Linked DNA regions of Zea mays: region 1 is linked to region 2. A link is a contact called in public Hi-C data. All regions are on one chromosome and are shown on one strand. The core of a region is the stretch at or near the end of the contact, and the rest is flanking DNA. Distances in the headings are between cores, read along the strand shown. Region 1 holds the start of LOC100278031. Region 2 holds the start of LOC100281064 (B-box zinc finger family protein).

The links. A called contact is a pair of places that touch in the nucleus more often than the background predicts.
Region 1: a Hi-C map of bundle sheath shows a contact between it and region 2, with 2.9 times the contacts expected there. The contact joins the promoter of LOC100278031 here to the promoter of LOC100281064 in region 2. A contact is called at or near these places in 5 of 25 Hi-C or Micro-C datasets (bundle sheath, ear, endosperm and 2 more).

What each region holds. Positions count from the first base shown.
Region 1 is chr5:89,969,482-89,975,697 of Zm-B73-REFERENCE-NAM-5.0, forward strand. It overlaps LOC100278031, which reads left to right and starts at 2,103. Exons shown (of 1, transcript NM_001364313.1): 1 at 2,103-2,695. The coding sequence starts at 2,283. The coding sequence ends at 2,438.
Region 2 is chr5:89,682,003-89,687,417 of Zm-B73-REFERENCE-NAM-5.0, forward strand. LOC100281064 (B-box zinc finger family protein) reads right to left here and starts at 2,053. Exons shown (of 1, transcript NM_001153983.2): 1 at 872-2,053. The coding sequence starts at 1,724. The coding sequence ends at 1,044.

The sequences.
Region 1 (6,216 bases), core at 853-3,352, 290 kb after region 2:
CGCATTTCTGAGCAAATGGAACGAGCGCTGGGTAAAACTGAGTAAGAAGAAAAACTAAGGATAGCAATGAGTAGTGTGGCGATACTAAAGGGACCAATGTAAAAAACCCTAACAAAAGCCGCTAAATCGTTCGCTAAAATATAGCGGGGCTTACTCGTCCAGCAAATCTGGTGGACCGGCGAGCGATCGCTATACAATGTTTCGCTCGCGCGCGCCCTCCTGTCCACTCCCGTGCAACCGATGGTAGAAGAAGACGCACATGTCGACGTCGTTGTCAGCGGTGGTTTCCACCACGCTGAGCAGTCGACATACAATACACGAGCAGCCGCCTCCGTCGGCTGGTCGCGGGCCTCCAAGACGCGACAGCGCTGGCCACGAGCACTGATCCGGACGCGACGGTGGTGGCCGTCGTGTGATCAAGCTCGGACTCCGCGACGGCGCACAAGAGCTCGGCCGTGCCATCCACCAGTCCGCCGCATACGGTGCCGCGCTCGTCCGCGCCCAGTGCGCACACGAAGTGTGGCCCGCGGCGGAGCATACCCCCGGTGAGCAAGGCACCATGGCCGTCGGGTCGAGCTCGAATACTGGGTCAGGGCGGAGGACCTCGAGCACGACATACCCCTCCACGCCGCACTCGCTCATGTGTTTGGTGGCTTTGGCCCAGACGATTTGGAGAAAACGATGCAGGTCGGGGGAAATGCAAAAAAAAACCATTTGTAATATGTAAACCAATTAAAATGTTGTCGATAAATATGGATTCAAAAATTTCTATTAACAGACGTTGGTGAAAAATATAGAAGATTAGATAGAGAGAAACAGATTTAGAGGATGATGCTGGTGATGAGGAAGGTATAGAGGATAAAATCTTTTAGAATATACTGTAAAATATAAATAATATTTATTTAGGGGATAAAATTTATAGAAAGTTGCTGGAGACAGCTTTATCTAGGGAGTTCTTATCCGTCCGAATAAATATCTAGTCCCAATATCTGTATTCGTACTGTTTCTAACTATCCGATTCCGAATCCGATCGAGATAAGTATCTGCCTGTTTGTTACTCTAGTGTTATCCATATCACCCTACCGGATTGAAATTGCTAGTGACTCCGACTCAGGATTGCGTGTGCAAATTTGTTAGATTTTTAGGACATGTACAACTTCATCAAGTGGTTTTTAGGGGTTAAGAAAAAAATAAAGAGACGTTCCATGATTTTATATACTTATTTTATTTTAACTATATTTATTATGATCTAAGAACTCAAAATTATATTATACAGTTTTTAGTTATCTTTTATATTTAAAAAACCGTTTTAGTGCATGTTTGCTGGCGCTTGCTGGTGTCAAGCAGAGATGAGTGATGCGGATGCTGAATTGCTGATGCGTGCAATATGTTTTACGGTAAAAAACTTTTACCTCAAGGCTGAAAGCGAATATTCGGAAAAGTGAAGGGGAGGGGAGGGGATGGGATGGTGGGCCGAGAAAAGAAATAATTCCTGACGGATTCCATCATACGGACACGGCCACAGCCCACTTGGGCCCTCCATTCTCCACCTTCTCTGCTTTGCTCCGAGAAAACGGTAATGTCCTATTGCGCCGGTGGTCCAAAGTCCAAAGCATGTTTTATATACTGACTGTAAGTTTACATTTTTTTTTCTTTTTTTCCTTCTACGTTATCATTTAGTTCTTTGACATCCGGTTGTTATATATTTGCTCTGACGACGGACAAGACGCCACCCGACACTTCATCCGTCACACCTCTAGACTCTAGATTGTAGAGGACCGGAGCGGATCTATGTAGTAGTGAGGGCACAACCGCACAACCCCTGCTGACCTGCTCATTTATATGTTGTACATGGTAGAGTATAGATTTTCATCATAGAGTTTCCAGCCCATTTGAACTTAAATATCCTTGTTCTTATATTTTAGGGTTTGTTCTTATAAGAGCATCTTCAAGAGAGGTTCTAAAATAGGTCATATTTTAAAATATAGGAGTGAGATCAAAAAATAGCTTTCCAACAAAGTCACTATTTCATAAATTTTAATTAAATTAATATAGGAGTTTAACTCCTAGGTCTCAAATATGCTACCTTGACCGAGGGACCTATCTCTTCTCCAACCAACTTCCACCGCTTGCTCTGGCAGTGGTACCCACCCGACGCCCGCCTCCCTTCCTTCGTGCATCGGCGATCCGCGCTACCCACCGGAGGTCGCCTCCCTCCCCACTCTGCACGACGAACCCCCATATCGAGCCTACACCCGCATCATTCCCATCTCCCAGGTGCCATGGTCTCGTTCCGCACAGGGAGCTCTGCCCCCGGACCCGCCGGCCGCCTCCCTCACCACCCGCACGACGAGGCAGACCGACTGACGTGCCACCTGCACGATGAGCCCAGACTCATCGGCGCATTCCTCCCCACCCGCCGGTGCGTCCATTCCTAGCCGCCGGTGCACCACGCTCATCACCCGGTCGGCACGCCAATCAACTACGGCCAACTCCTCAGTGAATGTTCCAAAGTGCGCTGGCCTTGTTTTATGATTTCTCATATATCTCTCCATCTTCTGTGACTTGCCTGATTCCTGTGTTCCCAGCTGCTCAGTGAATGTCGCTATTTCTTTATGTGTTGCTAGCATCTATTATTTAGATTGCGAGACGAGCTTGAACTCTGCAATAGATTTATGACATGTTTTTTGTTTCAGCTCCATTGCAAGATTTTAATTGTTTTAGCTCCAGTACAAGCTCGCTTTGCTCCAGTACTTCAATAATCCGAGAATAGAACTGTAGGATTGCGTGAAGGAGTCTCTGCATATCAGCCGGACATGGAGGATTGCAGTCGGACGCCGGCGGAGTGATGTGACCGATGTCGTGCTGAGAAACAATACCTATGTAGCGGTGTGTTGGCACCCATCTGGGTCTCAATCAGTGTGAGGTGTATCTGTGGCTGTGCTCTCTGCGGAGGTGCGCATGGTCTGTAGCCTGGGGTCAGATAGTCTGTGACCTGGCAGCAGGAGCGAGGTTCTCCACATCGAGTTGGACAGTCCGCACGTGCGCAGAGGCGATGGCTTTCGCAACAGCACCTGGATCTAACTATCAGGAGGGATCCCGTCATGGAGGAGAGTTCCGAGGGTTTTTCTTGGGATTGACACCTCCAGACGACGCAGAGTCGAATCGAGGTGAAGACGGCTACATTATTGTCTACTCCTAAGGAAAAAGTAAAGGAACAGAAGATATAATGATTTGGTTCGATTGTTAGCGCTTCAATTGCCCGTACCCCTTCAATTATATAATGGGGAGGTATGGACCTATTACTAGGCGTTCTCCAACAACTCCCACAAGTTTAGAGGGATAAACACACGTGAAGATAGGAGTTAATCCGCTTGATCTGATCTAATCACAGACTATCTGCTTCTAAGGGCGGACTGTCCGCAGGCTAGACCATCTCGGCTTTAGGGCCGGACCGTCCAGTTGTGCTCAGTGCCACAAACAGCGGTCAACACATGCCCCTTGCCTTTTGGGGAAGCCAAGCGAACCAAAAGCACTAGTGTTGGCTACAAACAACTCGATGTGACAACATTGGTTTTTCTAAGCATCTTGCCACATACTAAGATGATATTGCTTCAGAAATGACCATTCAACGCCTTGGGCGGGTTCTCGCCTTGCAAAGTTTGCAACATGTAGGCATTACCTGCTATCACCTATGTGATTCTGAAAGAGCCTTCCCAGCTTGGTGACCATTTGTCGAATTTCTGGTCTCTACTTCTTAATGGCAAGATGGTCTTTCGTACTATATCTCCAACTTGAAATGATTTAGCCTTGACCTTATTGCTATAAGCTTTGCCAACCATGATCTTGTCTTTCTCGATCTCTCCTAGAGACACCCATCTTTTATCTATTACTTCGTCGATATTGTCCATCATCAAATTATAATAATCCTCGACAGTTAGATCGTTCTGCCTGGCTGAAAGTCGCCTAGAGGGAGGGTGAATAGGCAAATCTGAAATTTATAAACTTTAAGCACAACTACAAGTCGGGGTTAGCGTTAGAAATATAAGTGAGTCCGAAAGAGAGGGCGAAAACAAATCAACCAAAGAAATAGAGCGGATGACACGGTGATTTGATTTACCGAGGTTCGGTTCTTGCAAACCTACTCCCCGTTGAGGTGGTCACAAAGACCGAGTCTCTTCCAACCCTTTCCCTCTCTCAAACGGTCACCTAGACCGAGTGAGCTTTTCTCCTCAATCAAATGGGTCACTTAGACCCCACAAGGACCACCACAACTTGGTGTCTCTTGCTTTGATTACAAAGGTGTTGAGAACAAGAATGGGGAAGAAGAAAAGCGATCCAAGCGACAAGAACTCAAATGAACACAAAAATCTCTCTCTCACTAGCCACTAATTGTTTGGAGTGATTTTGGACTTGGGAGAGGATTTGATCTCTTGTTTGTGTCTTGGAGTGAAGTATAGAGCTCTTGTATTGAATGCAATGGCTGAAAACTTGGATGCATTGAAGTGGTGGTGGTTGGGGGTATTTATAGCCCCAACCACCAAACCAACCGTTGTGGTTGGGCTGCTGTCGATGAGCGAAGTGGAGAGCGATGCAGAGTGATGGCGAAGTGTAAATAATACTGGTAGAGTGGAGTGGAAGCCTTGTCTTCGCCGAAGACTCTATTTCCCTTTCAATCTATGACTTAGCATGAAATACACTTGAAAAACACATTAGTCATAGTAAATGAAAGAGATATGATCAAAGGTATATAAATGAGCTATGTGTGCAAAATATCAATCAAAATTCCAAGAATCAAGAATGTTTACCTCTTCCTAAGTTTGGTAAAGGTTTTCTCATATAATGGTTTGGTAAAGATATCGGCTAATTGTTCTTTGGTGCTAAGATAAGCAATCTCGATATCCCCCCTTTGTTGGTGATCCCTCAAAAAGTGATACCAAATGGTTATGTGCTTAGTGCGGTTGTGCTCAACGGGATTATCCGCCATGCGGATTGCACTCTCATTGTCACATAGGAGAGTGACTTTGCTAAATTTGTAACCACAGTCCCTAAGGGTTTGCCTCATCCAAAGTAATTGCGCGCAACAATGGCCTGCGACAATGTACTCGGCTTCGGCGGTAGAAAGAGCTACTAAATTTTGTTTCTTTGAAGCCCAAGACACCAGGGATCTTCCCAAGAACTGACAAGTCCCTGATGTGCTCTTTCTATCAATTTTACACCCTATCCAATCAGCATCTGAATAACCTATTAAATCAAATGTGGATCCCTTGGGGTACCAAAGACCAAACTTAGGTGTATGAACTAAATATCTCAAGATTCTTTTCACGACCCTAAAGTGAACTTCCTTAGGATCGGCTTGGAATCTTGCACACATGCATACGGAAAGCATAATATCCGGTCGAGATGCACATAAATAGAGTAAAGATCCTATCATCGACCGGTATACCTTTTGATCTACGGATTTACCTCCCGTGTCGAGGTCGAGATGCCCATTGGTTTCCATGGGTGTCTTGATGGGCTTGGCATCCTTCATTCCAAACTTGGTGAGTATGTCTTGAATGTACTTTGTTTGGCTGATGAAGGTGCCCTCTTGGAGTTGCTTCACTTGAAATCCTAGGAAATACTTCAACTCCCCCATCATAGACATCTCGAATTTTTGAATCATAATCCTACTAAACTCTTCACAAGTAGATTTGTTAGTAGACCCAAATATGATATCATCAACATAAATTTGGCATACAAACAAATCATTTGCAATGGTTTTAGTAAAGAGTGTAGGATCGGATTTGCCGACTTTGAAGCCATTAGTGATAAGGAAATCTCTTAGGCATTCATACCATGCTCTTGGGGCTTGTTTGAGCCCATAAAGCGCCTTAGAGAGTTTATACACATGGTTAGGATACTCACTATCTTCAAAGCCGGAAGGTTGCTCAACATAGACCTCTTCCTTGATTGGTCCATTGAGGAAGGCACTTTTCACGTCCATTTGATAAAGCTTAAAGCCATGGTAAGTAGCATAGGCAAGTAATATGCGAATTGACTCAAGCCTAGCTACGGGTGCATAGGTTTCACCGAAATCCAAACGTTCGACTTGTGAATATCCCTTGGCTACAAGTCGAGCGTTGTTCCTTGTCACCACACCATGCTCATCTTGCTTGTTGCGGAAGACACACTTGGTTCCTACAACATTTTGATTAGGACGTGGAACTAGATGCC
Region 2 (5,415 bases), core at 803-3,302:
ACGAAAAAAGCCAATCGAAAAACGGGCTAAATGGACCGGACGGAACTAGCACGTCGGACTCATTTTTCTGTTCGGGCTCGGTCCGCTTATTTGTGGCAGGCCAGTCCGAGCATATATAAATCGGGCCGAGCCGGGCTCTTACCCGGTAAAAAAAGGGGCTTCTCGTGCTTCCTGTAGGTGGAGTGTCCGTCCGGCGGGTGATTTCCCCGCTCCGCCCTAGCCTTACGCGCGTGCGGACTAGAGTGGACAGAGCGACCGAAGCGAGTCACGCCGCGGTCTGCTTGGCCGTCTACCGCACGCTCGCGGTGTGCGATGGCGATGGCGAGTCGCCGACGCGTTCGGTGTCTCGAGCTGTGAGGCCCCCTGCGCGAGCGGGTGGTTCCACGCTACCGCCCTGCGCACGCACACGCGTTCTCACGAGGATCAGAGACGAGCCGTGGCCCGTGGCCGTTGCTGTTCAACTGTGTCGCAGTTACCAAATTCGAAGAGCACGCCGCAACCACTACGTCGAAACGAGCGGCAGCGGACAAGGTTGGACGAACTCCTGGCCTGGGTGACAGACGACAGCGACTCCTTTTTCCCCCCTTAAAAAAAAGCATGGCTGAGAGAGAGAGCATCCGGAAGAAGGCCTTGCCGCCGAAGCTAGCACACACGGTCCACATGTGGTTTTTAGTCCCGATTAACAAACAACTTTGATGCGCGCGCATTGGGCAAAGAAAATATCCAGCCAATGGCCCAATGCGCCCCCACCAGGCCACCACAGCATCGTCCCAGACCACATGAGTGTATGTTGTGTAATCAAGTCAAATCAAATCGGCTTGACGAGAGGCAGCCAACCAGCCACACGATCAATCCCTTGGACCCTCGCTCGTACGCCTACGATATATTTATTTGATTAAGAAGAAAAAGAACAAACAAACAAACGTCGCCCACACGTTGTTACATTTTTCTCCCGAGTCTATCTCGGAGGTCCGGCTCGGTACACAGTGCAGGTGCAGCGGCGGCACGGCAGCAACGGACGTGGGCCCGTCTGGATCAGGAACTCAGGAGCACTCGGCCCATCCCTCCTCGTGGTCCTCCTGCCGGGCGTCCGGCCGGCGCGCCATCCACGACGCGGCGGTCAGCACCAGCCGCGCCGGCACGTGCGCGGCGGCCTCCAGCCGCTGGAGCAGCGAGGCCTCCTCCCCTCCATTGCCTCGGCACCCGGCGGCGACCTCCGACCAGAGCGCGCCGGCCATCCCGACGCGGAGCGGCACGCGGGCAGCGGCCACGCCCCGGCCGAGCGCCCGGAGCGCGGCGGCCGCCGCCGCGGCGCGCCGGCGCGCCGGCCCCGCCGCGAACCCCATCCGCTTGGCCCACCCCTCCAGGACCGCCTCCGCGCGCGGCCGCCGCGCACGAGCCGGAGCCCTCCTCCCCGCCGTCCTCGAAGGGCACGGAGCCGGTGCCGTGGCGGCCGACTCCGCGGAGTCGGCCGTGGACACGCAGGAGGAGCCGCTGGACGCGGCCGACGACGCCTCGGGGTCGGCGGCCCGGCGCGGCACCAGGCGCCGCCTCACGTGCCTGGACGCCAGGAAGTTGGCGCCGTGCACCTTGGCGTCGCAGCGCAGGCAGAGGAACGCCGAGTCCGCGGCGCAGTGCACGGCCGCCGCGCCCCCGCAGAGCTCGCACCGCGTGCCGGTGCCGTGCTTCTGGCCCGCCGCCGCGGAGTCACGAGCAGCGCCCATTCCCGACGTCCTCCCGCTTCCTGCCTCCTCGGACTTCGGAGCCTTGGTGTTCGTCGCCCTCGTCGGTCGTAGTCCTCCGGCCTCTGCGCGCGGAGCTGGTGCCTGGTGGTTTGCAGCGGATGATGAACGGATCGCCTGTACCGGGAGCGCCGGACGACACGCGGCCGGCTTATATGCAGGTCTCCGCGCGCGAGGCGTTTCGTCCTTCGGCGAAACCGGCCGGCGGTACAAGTGGCGAGTCGGCGCAAGCCTGGGGCCTGGGGGGTGGAATGGAAACCGTGGGCGCGGAGCCGCGGACGGAGGCTTCGGCCGGGAAGCAGCGTGGCTCTGGAGGCTTTAGGCCGCGCGTATGGCCGGCATTTAAAGGGGCCCCGCCCAGCTCACAGCCCGCGGCCGAGGCTGGTAGTGGCCGATGGCTACTGACCGTGGGCTGGTCGTGCTCACTCGCCGGCCACCACACGTCCACACATATGTACTCGTACTCCCTCCTCCGTCTCTGCCTCGTTGACTGTCGCAACGAAATGAGTATTGATCAATTTTTATTAAATTTGACTAACTTTGTAAAAAAAATAGTAGACCTCGTTTAGATCTTTATAGTAAAAAAAATAAAAAACGATAAATTTCAAAATAAAATAGTCCAGTCTATTAAGTATATTTCAAATCCTCCAAAATGAAACGATTCAAACGTCGGTGGTCTATGTAATAATTTCAATTATAGGCCCTGTTGGGATCTAAAGGCTAGAGCTAGTTTGGGAACTAGCCCAAAAGTAGCCAAACAGGAGGGCTAGAGCCAGTTTTTTGCAACTAGCCCACCCAAAAAACTCTCCGCACCAAGGGGTGATTATTGGGGCTAGTTTGTTGGAAGGCCCATCAAAATCCTTTTTTCTCTCTTATCCTTCCGCACGGGATCCGCATGTTCCTGGGTCCGTTTCTTTTCTTCGATACGCAGGGAAGGACCGGCGTCGCCGTCCTCGAGCAGGTCAGCCGTCGCCTCCCTCCGTTCCCTCAGCCTCCTCCCTCTTTTCTTGATCCATGAAAAGGTAGTGGAGGGGCACGGCTGGCCACATTGGAAAGAACAGGAAAACAACGGATTTGTTTTGGCTAATTTCTTATTGAATGCATTTTAGACTATTGTAATTTACTAATTTATCTACTGTGATTGGCTCATTTTGTTACTGCATATGCAGACTCACCGTTGCCATGGACGGCGATGCCTTCGACCTCAACTCGCAGGCGCCGGACACATATCAAGGTTGTGGTTGATAAGAGTAAGAGGATTCCATATTTGAACAGGCACAATGAGACCAGTCAAAATGTGCTTGTTGTTTGTGATTTTAACATGAGATTTACCTTTGTGTTGTCGGGATGGCCTGGTTCAGCACATGACATGAGAGTTTTCAAAGATGCCATAACTACTCATCACCACAAATTTCCACATCCACCACCAGGTTTTCTTACTTCACCTTTCTTGCAACAATTTTAAACCAATTAAACTAGTTCATCTAAGTCTCATCGTTTACCTTTCAAAATATGTAGGCAAGTATTATGTGGTTGATGCGGGTTACCCAAATCGTCCGGGATACCTTTCACCATACCGGTGTACAAGGTACCATGTCGAGCAATGGCATAACGGCCCACCGCCCCAAGGTATGAAAGAAGTCTTCAACCATGCACATGCCAAAGTTAGAAATGTGATAGAAAGAAGTTTTGGAGTGTTGAAGATGAAGTTTAGGATTTTGTTGAACATGCAAAGATTTCCAGAGGACAAGTGAAAGTCGCCTAGAGGGGGGGTGAATAGGACGAAACTGAAATTCTCAAAAATAATCACAACTACAAGCCGGGTTAGCATTAGAGATATAATCAAGTCCGCGAGAGAGGGCGCAAAACAAATCGCAAGCGAATGATGAAGTGAGACACGTGAATTTGTTTTACCGAGGTTCGGTTCTCTCAAACCTACTCCCCGTTGAGGAGGCCACAAAGGCCGGGTCTCTTTCAACCCTTCCCTCTCTCAAACGGTCCCTCGGACCGAGTGAGCTTTCTCTTCTCAAATCAACCGGGAGCAAAAACCTCCCCGCAAGGACCACCACACAATTGGTGTCTCTTGCCTTGGTTACAAGCGAGTATTGATCTCAAGAAAGAATTAAAGAGAGAAAGCAATCCAAGCGCAAGAGCTCAAATGAACACGGCAAATCACTCTCACTAGTCACTTAGGCTTTGTATGGAATTGGAGAGGATTTGATCTCTTTGGGTGTGTCTAGAATTGAATGCCTAGCTCTTGTAAGTGGTTGAGAAGTGGAAAACTTGGATACAATGAATGGTGGGGTGGTTGGGGTATTTATAGCCCCAACCACCAAACTTGACCGTTGGTGGAGGCCGTCTGTTCGATGGCACACCGGACAGTCCGGTGCACACCGGACAGTCCGGTGCCCCAGCCACGTCACCAGTGCCGTTGGAAATTGACCGTTGGAGTTCTGACTTCTGGGCCCGCCTTGATGTCCGGTGGCGCACCGGACATGCACTGTTCACTGTCCGGTGCGCCAGCATGGGCGTGCCTGACCTCTGCGCGCGCTGGCGCGCAATAAATGCGCAGCAGGTAGCCGTTGGCGCCTGAAGTAGCCGTTGCTCCGCAGATGCACCGGACAGTCCGGTGAATTATAGCGGAGCGGCTGGAGTGAAAACCCGAGGCTGGCGAGTTCCTGAGGACGACCTCCCTTGGAGCACCGGACACTGTCCGGTGTACACCGGACAGTCCGGTGAATTTTAGCGGAGTAGCCTCTGGAAATTCCCGAGGGCGACGAGTTTGAGCTGAAGTCCTCTGGTGCACCGGACACTGTCCGGTGCGCCAGACCAGAGGAGCCTTGGTTGCTCCTTTGCCCTTTTGTTGAACCCAACCTTTGGTCTTTTTATTGGCTAAGTGTGAACCTTTTGCACCTGTATAACTTATACACTAGAGCAAACTAGTTAGTCCAAAGATTTGTGTTGGGCAATTCAACCACCAAAATTATTTAGGAACTAGGTATAAGCCTAATTCCCTTTCAATCTCCCCCTTTTTGGTGATTGATGCCAACACAAACCAAAGCAAATTCAAAAGTGCATAATTGAACTAGTTTGCATAATGTAAGTGCAAAGGTTGCTTGGAATTGAGCCAATATAAATATTTACATGATGCGCAAGGATTGTTTCTTTGTTTTTGACATATTGGACCACATTTGCACCATATGTTTTGTTTTTGCAAAAATCTTTTGTAAATCTTTTCAAAGTTCTTTTGCAAATAGTCGAAGGTAAATGAATGAGAGTTTGCAAGGCATTTTCAAGTTTTGAAGTTTTCTCCCCCTGTTTCAAATGCCTTTCCTTTGACTATACAAAACTCCCCCTCAAATAAATTCTCCTCTTAGTGTTCAAGAGGGTTTTAAGATATGAAGTTTTGAAAATACTACTTGCTCCCCCTTTAGAACACAAAGAGATACCAATTTTGAAATTTTCAACCAATTGAAAATCATATGTTAAAATTAGGGTGATGGTGATGGTGCGGTCCTTTTGCTTTGGGCTCATATTTTCTCCCCCTTTGGCATGAATCGCCAAAAAACGGAGTCATTAGAGCCCTTTTGATGACTATTTTCTCCCCTTTGGCAAATAAAACATAGGAGTGAGAATTATACCAAAGACGGAGAGTGGAGCGGAGTGACGGCGA